2 separate regions of the Hordeum vulgare genome follow, and region 1 is linked to region 2. A link is a contact called in public Hi-C data. All regions are on one chromosome and are shown on one strand. The core of a region is the stretch at or near the end of the contact, and the rest is flanking DNA. Distances in the headings are between cores, read along the strand shown. Region 1 holds the start of LOC123395551 (transcription factor WRKY19-like). Region 2 has its middle 88 kb from the start of LOC123395551.

The links. Hi-C and Micro-C count contacts between places; a contact is called where the count stands out from the background.
Region 1: a Hi-C map of leaf shows a contact between it and region 2, with 5 times the contacts expected there. The contact joins the promoter of LOC123395551 here to the enhancer-like site in region 2. A contact is called at or near these places in 3 of 6 Hi-C or Micro-C datasets (leaf and seedling).

What each region holds. Positions count from the first base shown.
Region 1 is chr5H:394,042,643-394,049,129 of MorexV3_pseudomolecules_assembly, reverse strand. LOC123395551 (transcription factor WRKY19-like) reads right to left here and starts at 4,972. Exons shown (of 3, transcript XM_045090563.1): 1 at 4,538-4,972; 2 at 4,288-4,419; 3 at 3,115-3,987. The coding sequence starts at 4,830. The coding sequence ends at 3,414.
Region 2 is chr5H:393,952,990-393,959,447 of MorexV3_pseudomolecules_assembly, reverse strand. No RefSeq gene overlaps it. Among protein-coding and RNA genes, the nearest start is that of LOC123395551, 88 kb to the left of the region's middle. Within about 2 kb of position 2,792, at least 3 of the 3 cell types and tissues checked have open chromatin away from gene starts, as enhancers often do. A contact at or near this core is called in leaf and seedling, where this site is marked.

The sequences.
Region 1 (6,487 bases), core at 3,723-6,222, 88 kb before region 2:
TGAGGTGTTCGGCAAGAGCAACGACGACGGGCACATCGCCAGCTCCTCCATGGACATGCCCCACCGGCATGACAACAAAGTTGACATGTCTGCAAGGGCCACCCGCAATGAGGAATGGTAGAGCATGGGAGGTCGCAAGCCTTCAGGTCCCAATAAGGCTACCACCCACCACTCGTCATTTCCCTTTGAAGCCAAGCTTCGTGGGCTTATAATCTTCGATTGATTAGCCGCTTGGCTGCAACATGGAGGTAAGTAGCTTCACTTCCCGAGGCTCATGGCTGCGGAGGGCTGCAGAGGAGTCGGGGCTTCATCCGCGGCTCATGGCCGACCGGGGATGGGGAATGGGTGCCACACGCCATTTTGGTCAAGGTTTAGAGTCCGGTCTAGCTAAAATATGTCTGAAATGTAAATATTTTTGTCTAATTTGGATGAAAATCATGTGAGTTGCATGTAATTTGTGTGGTTATTTCAAACTTTATTTGAATTGTATGCGAGTAGCGTTGGATGGCCAGCTCCTGCATCCGTGTTCGTGGACTGCACCCCCCCCCCCCCCCGCCCTCCTGTCCGTGGACGGATGTGAGAGAAAATTTGCGGGTCATCGTTGGAGATGCCCTAAGAAGGTGCTAGATGATATTTTCATTCAAATACATTGATGTGAGCTTGGCATTACTAGTCAATGCCTCACTTTGTTTATGTTTTGTTTGGAAATTCACAACTAAACATACACAGCTATAGTGCTCGAGTTCTACACGTTTACTTCAGCCCTAAAAGTGATTTATGAAAAAATTCATACAAACTCGAGAGATGTAGGATGGACATGGTAAGAATTGATGTTTACGAATGCAATATGTGTGTTTATTGTGTTTTGTTCTATTGTGCAATTGATCAATTATGAGTTCAATTTAAAAGTAAATAAACCAACAAAACAACCTTTGTTTATAGGCATGTTATAAAACTCGTCAATGGCAAACCAACCTATGGATGGATGGTTAGAGGTACAGTGGTATTTCTAACCCACCAGGGTTTAAGTCCTTGTGCTTGCATTATTTCTGGATTTTTTCAGGATTTCCGGCGATACATTTTCAGGGAGGAGACGTTCCCATAAAAGACGAGGCGTCTATGATGACTTCGTAAATCTCAAGATAATACGCCGGCTCAGTCTTTCAGAGGTGCTCATAGGGGTAGGGTGTGTGTGTGCCTTCATAGGGACGAGTGTATGCGTGTGTATATGAGCGATTGCGTCTGTACTGCGTTAAAAAAAACTCATTAATGGAAGGTGCGCATAGGGATAGGGTAGGTGTATGTGCATTCATAAGGTGAGTGTATAAGCATATATATAAATGCTTGAGTTTGTATTGTTTTAAAAAAACTCGTCAATGGTAAACTCAGCGCTGGGTGTGCCTACAATACGCTTGTGTGAGGCATTGATGATCAACACATATGCGCATGTTTGTGGTGTTGTGTTTCCACTGTTGAGTACTCGCCTTTTTAGATTCTCATAGACAGGGGCGGAGGCAGGCTGGCAGAAAGACCTGGGCGGTCTTCAAGAAGTGCATGTACTTGGCCTTGTATCCTTACTAATTGCTATAACTAACAAAGAAGCTGGGTCTCAGGACCCAGGCCCAGGCCCCGAGGGCCTCGGGCCTGTCTCCGCCCCTGCTCATGGACGTTAAACCCTTTAGTTGATGGGTTTATGTTTTTAGAGGCTCGGGGGCCAACTTGAAATAGTGTGTGCTAAATTATTTTGTTTACAAAGGGTGCACTGCATCACAATCTTTAAAGATGGACAAGTGAAGATGAACTTTTTTTGCATGGAAGTGAAGATGAACTTTGTATAGAAATACGTGCACTCACACCAATTTTTGTACGGTTGCTTTCTATAGCATGGTGTCCATTACCAATTTCGTCCAATTTATTTGGGAGAGCAAATATTTAAAATTTATGAAGCTCCCGCCACAAGCAACTCTAGGGTCCCGCCCTCCCCCTTCCCGCCGCTGCCCCCTCCCCCTTCCCCCGCCGCCCCTCCCCCGTCACACGCCGTCGTCGCCGGCCGCCGGCCACCGATCAGGCTGCCTCGCCCCCATCCCCCTCCTCCCCCTCCCGGATCCGCCCTCGCGCCGCCTCCCCGGGAGATGGCCGGGGCGGCGCTCGAGCTCCTCTCCCGCATGCGTCCTCCTCCCCTGTCTCCTCCCCCCCCCCCCCCCCCGCCGTCGGCAAGCGCTCCCGACGCTGGCCCGGGTGGTGCTGGCGACGACGGGCCCTCCTTTCCCCGTGCGCGCGTTCCCCCTTCCCAAGGCAGGGGACGGCGGCGGTGCAGCTCGGCCTCGCTGTGGTCCGGCGATCCGACGGTGGTGGCGGCGCTGCTCCTTGGCGGCAGTGCGGCGTGGTTGTGCGAGGTGGCCGGCGAACCACGGGCCTGGTATGCTCCTGCTATTGCGTCCGATCGGCTACCATCATTGATGGTGGAGGTTGAGCCCTCCCACGGGCCGACGGTGCTCCTGCTCCTAGTCCCAGCTCCTTTTCATCGTTGTGCAGGTCTCTTCTTACGGTGTCGTGGTCAGACGGCGCGGGGGCCTCAAGACCGTGTTGGTGCAAGGTGAAGGTCGGTTTAGTGGCAGGTTCCGGAGCACCCCAGGTGCTGGTTGGTATCGGGGGAAACCCCTGTCGGCCCAGCCGACACTGAAGCGATGACGCCTTTGGGTTTCACAGAACCTTCCTGGAGGGCGTCGGGGCTACCTTTCCTCGCGCCTCGGCGCGTACCGGGAGAAACCCTTGGCAGGAGCATCATCATCGTCGCATTCCTTCTTGGTGGTGTTCATGGATACCGGCGCTTTGGAGTCCTAGATCTTTGTGGGAGATTCTTGGTGAAGGCAGCGATCGCGAGCCTTTTACGGTTTTTTTTATCCGTCGATGTCGGCATTTGTTTCTTTTGTTTTTTCTTTTTTATTTCTTTTAGGCGTGACTGGGCTGTTTTGACCTGAGCACCTATCATTGGATGTTCTGGCTGGTTGTTTTCTAATACATAGCGGGAGAAACTTTTTTGTCAAATATTTATCATTTGTTTTCAGTTGAAAGTGTTTCCTCTGCCGAAATTTGGATATGATCGCAAAAAAGTCAGGTGAAGAACTATTCATTGCTTACAATTTGTTTTTGCCAATACACTTGCGAACTACTAGCTGAATTTACAAGAAAAAAACTCTCGAATAAAGAAAATGAAAAGAATATGAAGAAAAGGAACTAATCTCATCTCCTAAAGCTTACACAAACACACATGCACTGACCCAAGATGAACTTGTTTCTTGTTATTCTTCCTCTGGCGCTCACCAAAAACCAGAGCTTCGCGGGTGATATCTCTAATATCAAAGGTCTTTTTTTTTCCTGCTTTTCTTTTGGTTATCCTTTTTACCATCATCTCATGCAAAGAAGCCAGAAACGTCAAACTCAAACCCGTCCAGCGAGAAGGGGGTCTCCTCCATGGCGGGCGCCCCCGCGGCCACGAGCGCGGACACCACCTCGTCCAACTCAGACCGCGCCCTCCACTCCGCCTGGAACGGGGTCATGGAGAAGCGGTTCGAGTCCGAGGTCACCGGCGAGGGTTCGAGGGACGTTGACAGCGACGCGCCTTGCCCAAAGCAGTTCTCCGGCGTTGACGGCATGGAGAACGGGTAGTGCTCTTGCGGCGCCAGCACGCGCGCCGCCTGCGAGGAGAAGCAGAAGGACGTGGTGGTGCTGCAGCCCTGGTGACCCGCCGTCGCCGTAAGCCCCTCGGTGTTCACCGTCAGGCTCGTGCTCAGGTTCTGCAGGAGCCTACTCGCGCCCGGGTTCTCCTCCGCGTGTCCCGCCGCTAACGCCGCCACCGTCTTATGAATGCACGTGTGCTCGCCGTGGTAGATCACGTCGAAGAGAGTCGGGTCCTCGTCGGCGCGCTGCACCTGCTTCGTCGCCGCGCATCCCTGGGATTTGCGGTGCGTGCAACGGTAGTACCCCCTGCAATGTTGCATAGTTCAGGTCAGGGACGGCAAACAGTTGAATCGGATGCAGCAGGCGTACTATCTGACTAGTGGATGCCAATCAATTGGCAACAGTGGAAACGCTGCAACATTCACCAACTGAAAAGAACACCTCGGAGAACAACCAGTGCCCGAATCCAAAAGCAGAAATCTCGATGATCTCACAGAAAGCGAAAGCAAATGGTTCTGGTGCCACTTGCTACTCGTGTAAACATGTGCGGATTAGGCTCTGAAAGAAAAATTATTTGCTCAGACGTAGTCAAGTAGGAGTACCAACCTTGGGTGCTTGGCTCCAAGAATGTCCTTCTGGCCGTACTTCCTCCAGCTGTGGCCGTCATCGACTGGGGTCTCTGCTCCTCCTACCTCCGAGCTCACCCTAACCTGATGCTTCCGTTTCTCCATTATCTTCCTGCAAGGCCAAGGACAAAGCAAGCATTTGTAAAAAAATCTATACCAAAAAAGATCCAAAATACGACTGATGCGTCAATTAATCGTGACAAACTCGAATAGTTTGATGAAGTATGCACCTCTTCTTGTTGTTGGTATGGAAAGGCATCCCCGAAACGTCGCTCAGGGGGCTGGGAGTCGCGGAGAAGGGCGGCGAGTCGAGGCCGGCGGCGGAGCGCTTCGGGCAGTCGAAGTGCCCGGACATGATCATGCCGATGGACCTCTCGGTTACATCGAAGATCTGGGCGGCCAGACGCTTGCAGTGCTCGGGACAGCCTCCCAGGTTGACGCCGAGCTGCCTCACCAGCTCCTTGATGTGGCCCAGCTCGGTCACCACAAGGCGGCTTCCTCCATTTTCATCCACGCTCTCCATCGCTCTGCGCTGCTAATATTTTGCCGCTGCAGAACTCCTTGTCCCAAAAACGAATTGCGCAGCGAGTGTGTGTGTTGGTGTAGAAGAGGAAAATCGAGATGTGATCGGAGAGTTGAGGTGAGATGGTGAGTGAAGCGAATGGAGGCGGTCTTATATAGTGGCCAACAAACCGCGTATGGGTTAAGGTGAACAAACACAACAGTATTTTTGACCGGTGGGCTTAGTAGAGACTGAAATTTGATTGGCCAATCCCATGCCGGATCGGGTTGCAAACTTTCAGCCGGTGGGTCCCATAGGGTTCAAGTACGCATTCCTCTTCAATCCTGTATTTTTTTTCATATACCTGTGTTTCGAGAATCTTGCGAATCAAAGAAGACCTTAAATGGAAGCATTTTGGTGGCTAGGAAAAAATAATTTGGGCACCTCCATCATTGTAAAATCTGGCTTAAGTTGTGAAACTAGAATATTTAATCACCAATACATGTAGTAAGGACGGGGGCGACCTAGGGTTTCCGCGCTCCCCCTTCTGCCGCCGCCGGCCCTCCCTCCGCCGTCGGCCGTCACTCAAGCCCCTCCTACCCCTCCCCCGCCCCGTCCCTCCCCGTTATCAAAGATCCGTCCTCGCGCCGCCTCCCCGGGAGGTCGCCGGGGCGGCACGCGAGCTCCTCCCCCGCGGGCGTTTTCCTCCATCGTCTCCTCCCCGCCACCGGCGCCCCCGACGCTAGCCCGGATGGTGCCGACGACGGCGGGCCTTTCTTTCCCTGCGCACGCGTTCCCCCTTCCCGGGGCAGGGGCGTCGGCGGTGCAGCTCAGTCGGCTGCGGTCCGTCGACCCGGTGATGGTGACCGGCGATAGGTGAGGTGGCGGCGCTGCTCCTTGACGACAGGGCGGCATGGTGGTGCGGGGTGGTCGGCGGCGCACCCCCGGCCCAGATCTGGGCCATGCGGGGCCCATCTGGGTCCTAGCGGGCCGGCTCCCGGTGTGGCTGCGGTGTCTTCTACATGGTGGTGAGTCGGAGCAGCTTGGACTGGGGGTGGCGTTGTCGACGGCATGCATGTTGCCCACGGGCCTCGTTTTCTCCTACTATTGTGTCCGGTCGGCTACCATCATTGACGGTGGAGGCTGAGCCCTCCCGCGTGCCGACGGTGCTGTTGCTCCTTGTCCCGGGTCCTCTTCATCGATGTGCACGCTTCTCCTTACGGTGCCGTGGTGAGACGGCGCAGGGGCCTCCAGATTGTGTTCGTGCAGGTTGTCGGTTGGTTTGGTGGCAGGCTCCGGAGCGCCCGAGGTGCATGATGGGATCGGGGGAAACCCCTGCCGGCCCGGCCGACACTGACGCGGTGACGCCCTTGGGTGTCGCCAAACCTTTGTGGAGGGCGTCGGGGCTACCCTTCCTCGCGCCTCGTCGCATACGGGGGAAACCCTTGACAACAGCATCGTCATCGTCGCATTCCTTCTTGGAGGTGTTGATGGGTACCGGCGCTTCGGAGTCCTCGAACTTGGTGGAAGACTCTTGGTGGGTGCAGCGATCGAGAGTCTTTTGTGTTTTTTGTCAATCCGCTGGTGTGGGCATTTGTTTCTTTTGTATTTTCTTTTCCATTTCTTTTGGACGTGAATGTGTTGTTTGTGCCCCAACACCTATCGTCGGATGTTCTGG
Region 2 (6,458 bases), core at 1,543-4,042:
GTCGACCCAAACGCCGAAACGGATGTCGGTGTCCTCCAGACCGACCCAAACGAATGAAAAACGGATAAAATTGCCGTTTATTTGAATCGATCCGTTGAAGTTGCTCTAATAGTTCTTCTACTAACTTTAAAAAAACTAACGGGTCACTACCCAAAAATTGGCAAGGACCTAGTAAGCCGCAGGCACTCCCTGCCAACGCTGCAGGAATCTTAGACCAGAAAGGAGATATCGATGTGGAATTTATAAGCTCAGTTGGCCATGATGCTGACCAATTTTATTTTTAAAATTATCGTTCAGGAGTCATGATGCTGACCAATTCAATGTTGCCCCTTTGCATGCTGGAACAGGAACCACAGTAGTAGCAGCTGGCCTTCGATCCAACCAACGGAGATATATTTATCTATCCATGTATAGAAACTCTAATCTGCAAAGGGTTCCTGAGAAAAGAAATATTTGCATCCCAAAGCTGGAGCATGTGCACTCAAGCATTTCTCCCGCCGTTATTCTTGTCCCATCGACTTTTCAAGTCTCATCAGAATAATTACTAATGCCGCACTTAATTTCCGTCTTCAGCAAGAAGAATACTACTTTGGTATGTACATTTTCCGTCTTCGGCAACCATTGTTACTTCAGTAACATTTTAATTTTTTGAGAATTATTGTTACTACAGTAGAACCAGCGAAAGTCCAGTTGTACTGTAGAGTCGGTACTCGCTCGTTTTCCGTTGATTAACTAGGCAAATCTTTTTTATTTAATTAATCGATAAGATAAAGCTTTTGTTTAAGAAACTTCTACGGAGGAGTACATGTCAATGACATGGAATATTTGCATCATGCTATTTAACCACTCGTGCGCGCTTTGCCGGCGTAGAAATTGGAAAAGGGTACGCCTTGCGTCGCGATAAAGCCCCACCACCCCACACCATCTTTTCTTTCTTTTTTTCGCTAAAGCATCTGTTTCTAGACGGATTAAAATGAGTGTAGTGGGGCTTCAAGTCAGAGCTAGCGCGCGCCCCATTGGCGGGGCGAAGCAACGTGGAAGCTGACCAGGTTCATGCATCCTTGCGCGTTTACGTCAGCGCCGGGAGAAGCACTGACGTCGGAGAGAGAAACCACGTGGTGACCGATCCATGGGGTATCTATCTCCTCCCTACCTAACGATGTGCAGCACTGTACCAACGTCCGCGCTGCCCATAGTAGTACCTTTCTGGCAACAGTAGTAGGAGTAACATTTTTCAGAGTCTCTGCAACTACATGCGCGGCTCTGATGACTGATGAGCCTACTTCTTTTCTGAAGCGGTTCTCTGATAAGTCCAGCGGCAGAGCAGCTTATAAGCTAACTAAACGGAAATGGTATTGGGTTTAACGGCGCATGGTGACGGTGTGAAAACATCTGGCGGTTGAGAACTTCGTAGTTCCTACGTACGTACCTTCTTTGAAATGTCCAACCTCTGCTGTGTAGTAAATTTATATAGCAAGAAATGGAGCTACTTGCCGGTCTGCAACAGACATGGCAGGGGAAGCACCCGTGGAGAAACAGGCAGGCCCACCACAGACTGCGTGCAGGGAAAGATAATCAAAGGCAACAGCTATTTCATTATTATGTGTGGATGCATGCATGCATGCACGTTTTCTACTCTACTCTACGTACTGTGCTGCTCCTACTAGGTACGGAAATGACACCGAGAGCCTTTTATATGAGTGGGTGGAGCAACTGCCAAAACTACACAATTGGGTTACGTACTTGAGACAGGGCCATTTTTCAAATCAAAAGATATACGTAGGATCGATAAGATAGACGGTTCGCATATTGTGGAAGGTGCACTGGTATCCGCCGCAAAGGTGCAGCGGTTTTGCAAAAATGTTGGCAAAGCCATTACGTGATTGGAGTCAAAATGTGTAATACTAGCACTATACTACTCCAAATTGCACCACATGTTGACTTCATTTGGAATTAGGAAGGGATGGAGCGGCCGTGAGCCTTTCGCTCCAAATAGCACGACATGTTGGAATTCGATGGTTTATGCCGTAACACTTGCGCCGCAAAATGCGATGCAACCATACAAACTCACCAACGATGTCATAATCAACCGTGTCTTTGCTAAACATGACTAGCACTGCATTTAGCTTAGTCTTAGAAGCGGAAAACCACTTCTGTTAGGATTCCTTCCGTCCACTCCAAGTAGCAGTAGCACAGTTTGTCTACAGAAGCGATTAATTAGGTTTGCCCTCGAAATGAGAAGATACGCCATGTGAGCGTGACACAACATCAGTTCCCGCGGGATTCCTTCCGTCCGGTCCACTTGTGGGGCGCCCCACCCCCACCCACCACATACATGCATGCATGTACGCGGTTGCAGGAGAGAGTGATGAGCATCACCATAGATGCTCGCAGCTCCCTACGTAGCCTATTTCCCACGTGGCAATAAACACACGTTACCTGCAACTTGGGAGCCAAGTGGCAAGTGGTGGCAGCAACTTGGTCATAAACCATTCGTCCCTTCCCTCGTCAACTGCAACCATGGCACAGAACAAACGAGCAAAAAAAAAATTCGTTTCGAAGAAAACAAGCCATTTTTTTTATAGATCCCATCCCAGGAAAAACCGGCCCCAGGTTTCCTACTAAACAATCGGTTGGGAGCCGATCAATAATCAAGTGGCAAGGCGACAAGGATGGAAGGGTACCGCGTGGCTGGCCGCGTGCTATATTTCCTTCTCCCGGCGGGACTGGGAGTGGCAGTGACGGCCGCCGTGCACGGACGTACGCGGCGGGCACCGCGTGCGGCCAAGCAGTGGACGCAACATCTGTGTCTGCCCCGGTAGAGTATACGCGCACGCACAGGCGCAGCCAGCAACAAGAAAAGGGTCGCCTTTCCATAAGAAAAGAAAGGAAAAGGCGTCGCCTTTACTCGCTGGATGGAGTAATTATCCTCCCAGTCGATGTATGGCACGACGCGGTCTTGTTCCTGACCGGCCCCTGTTGCCGCGTAGATGGGGGACATGAACCCATGTGGAGCACATACACGCCGTGTGTCACCCGCTCTTTTCCTTGGAGTTTTCCGTCCATCCTGGCGTCGCAACAAGCTCTGGTGCATGAATGAATGACCGGTAAATTTCCCAGTAGGATAAGAGGGTGAGGGGCTCGGTCATGGCCTGGACGACGGCTCTGCCTGCGAGTTACGGCCACAGCAAACCACGCAAGGCGCGTACGTACTGCCTGCCTGTCTGCCTTCCTTTTCACCGAGCTTTTTGCCTTCCCGGCCTCCACGTTCTCGCTGAACTTTCATCTCCTAAATTAGCGAGTTGGTTGTTTTCGAGCGTTTGATTGGGTAAATACACGAGTGGTGGAGCAGCGGCTGAAGCGGCATGCGTGTAGTACTGAATAGTTGTGCAGGTCAAAAGGTTGAACAGTGGTGCTGAACCTAGCTAAGCTAGGCGCATCATGTCTTTTCTCAGAAATTCAGATAGATTCGGAGGACAGCCAGCTGCGTGCCTTCTCTCTGAAATTCAGATGGAGTGGGGAGACAGCGACCTGCGTGTCTTCTCCCTGAAATTCAGATAGATTGGGATGACAGCCAGCTGCGTGTCTTCTCCCTGAAGTTCAGATAGATTGGGATGACAGCTAGCTGCATGTCGCTCTGAAGTTCAGATAGATTGGGATGACAACAAGCTGCCTTATGGCAGTTAGAGTAACGGAAATCATCCGATGATCGCAGGGATCCTGCAAGTAACAACATGAACCGTAATCTACATATATTGAGGAGATGTATATCCTAACATGACAGAATAGAGTTCCATTTTGACCACTTATGCACTTGGATCCTAATACTACATACATCATGGCCGTCAAATACCGGTTGCATATAACCTCAAATTAATGTTGCGGTCGGACCTGGAAGCTATGTGTTGTAAGTTTATAAAATATAAGTCCCACTAGTAGCTCAACTGGGATGATATTGGTCAAACGACTAGAACGATTCACTGAATGATACTCTTTTGACCAATAGTTAGCAGTCATGTTGTTTTCCTGTACCAGTTACATTAAGAAAATATAGTCGAAATCTGCTTTGGCCATTACTAGATGTTCTTTGGGAAAAAGGCTGTTGTGGCAGGTGGAGGATGTGGTGCCAACAAGTACGCATCATGTAGAAGTAGTTAACTGGCAACAAGTTTGTCCACCAGATTTTTGTTGTTTAGGGGTGGTAGACTTACATGTAATAATGAATTTATCCTTGCTGAGTAAACGGGGCTGGGGTGTTATTAAGTACTGTAGAATATAAAATTTAACGAGCGACTCTTTGTGCAAGAAGAAAGCGGCTGTATCCCAAGGGTGCTGATGAAAGGAAAATATATTTGGGGACTACTTTTCACTCAGATTTTGGCGTTTTGCCGCTCCGACCTCCACGTTCTTGTTGAATTTTTGAGGATTTGAGTAGGTAAAGGAGTATATATGAGTGGTGGAAGTAGCAACTGAAGCGAAACGTATGTAGTACTGTATTTGTGAGCAAGTCAAAAGGTGCGAGAGTAGTGCTGAACCTTGCTAGCTGCCTGTCTTTTCTCTGAAATTCAGATAGATTCGGACGACAGCGAGCTGCATGTTTTGTCTCTGAAATTCACATGGAGTGAGGAGACAGAGAGCTGCATGTCTTCTCTCGGAAATTCAGATAGATTGGGATGACAGCAAGCTGCCTTGCGCCAGAAAGAGGAAGGAAAATCACCCCATGATCGCAAGGAACGTGCTAGCGAACAAGTAACAACATGAACGTAGTCTACATATATTGATGAGGAGATATACATCTAACATGGCAGAACAGAGTTCCATATTTCTTGTCTTGTACATATTGAAGGCCGCGCTTCTTCGTCAGCACATGTATATATGCCTTTTTTGCAACACACACACGCACACGCACACGCACACGCGCGCGCGCGCACACACGCACATACTCAAGGTTCTGCCGTATGAGAAATATGGGATGCAAATTCAGTAAGTTAACTGCCTTCACGCCCTTGCAACTTGCAGGGAGTTATTTAAGTGCAGTAGTGCACTATACATGACAGTGCACCTGGATCTTAAATTCCTAATACATTTATGGCCGTCAAATCCCGATTGCATATAACCTCAACTTAGGCCTTGTTTTTTTTAAAAGTCCTAAGACTTTTTTTAGTCCCAACTAAAAAGTTTCTAGTCCCTACCCGTTTCTTTCCAAAGACTAAACATGGACTAAAGATCATTAAATGACATGCAAAAAGACCATGTTACCCCTAATAATATACTAGAAGTTATTAAATGACATGTTAAAAGTAGGGGCACTGTTGAAAAAAGTACCAAAAAAGTCCCCAAAAGTCCCTACCATAGGAACTTCTTCATTTAATCCCAAATACCCCATTTTAATCCCTAAAAGACCCTCATATTTCTTTCCCATGAGACTAAAATGGACTTTTTTTAGTCCCTACACCAAAAAGTTCCTGGAAAGAAACACCCCCTTATTGGTACGGCCGCACCTGGGCGCTATGTGTTTGTACAACTGGTGTTTATTTATAAACTTGCTCAATTGGCATGATATTGGTCAAACGAGTATGACAAAACACTGAATGATACTCGTTCGACCAATAGTCAGCAGTCACGTCAGAACATGGATGTAAATGACGTCGTTTTCGTGTACCAGTTACATCAAGAAAACAAAGTTGAAATCTGCGTGGCAACCAATAGATGTTCTACCCCAAGGCATTGTGCTTTGAAAGCATTGTGCTTTCTCTTATATGAAATCGGAGAGGGAGCTGTCTTTTTAGAAATAAAAAATAAGATCAATATATGTTCTTTGGGAGAAGGCTGTTGTGGCAAGAGGATGATGGTGCCAACAACTATCATGTATAGTTAATTGGCGACAAGTTTGGCAACCAGATTTTTATGGTTTAGGGGTGGTAGACTATCCTTGCTGAGTAAAGGGGGTTGGGAACAGAGAACCGCGATATAGAGCACGGGCGCGCGCTCTCCTGGTAAGTGGACCAATAAATGCGTACAATATAAATATACGACCGCCTTCAGGTCAAACGAAAAGTACCGTCGGTACATAATATACATGACGTGGAGTGCCAGACTTCGTGCAATTTGTTCCGTTTTGTATCGACGTCAGTTGTGTAGTAACGGAGAAACTTAAATGCGTACACGGTCCCACCTATGATATATTTGCCCCCCACCACCCCCATCGCCCCTTCCCCCCACCCCCCAGGTTAAGACCTACATGAAAAAAAAATCATTTCGATCGATCTGCGGCGCGCTCGAACCGAACGATAGCTCATGGCAACAGAGGAGGACGGCGGCAATGGGCTGGAGTTCCTAACAGATCCGGTTGATAGGTATGCTTGTTTCTCCTAGTTCCTAGTGTGTGCTAGTCTGAATCATTTGCGGTAACAGTTTCCATGGGCTCCTGGATGTTGACATAGGTTCCCCTTGCCGGA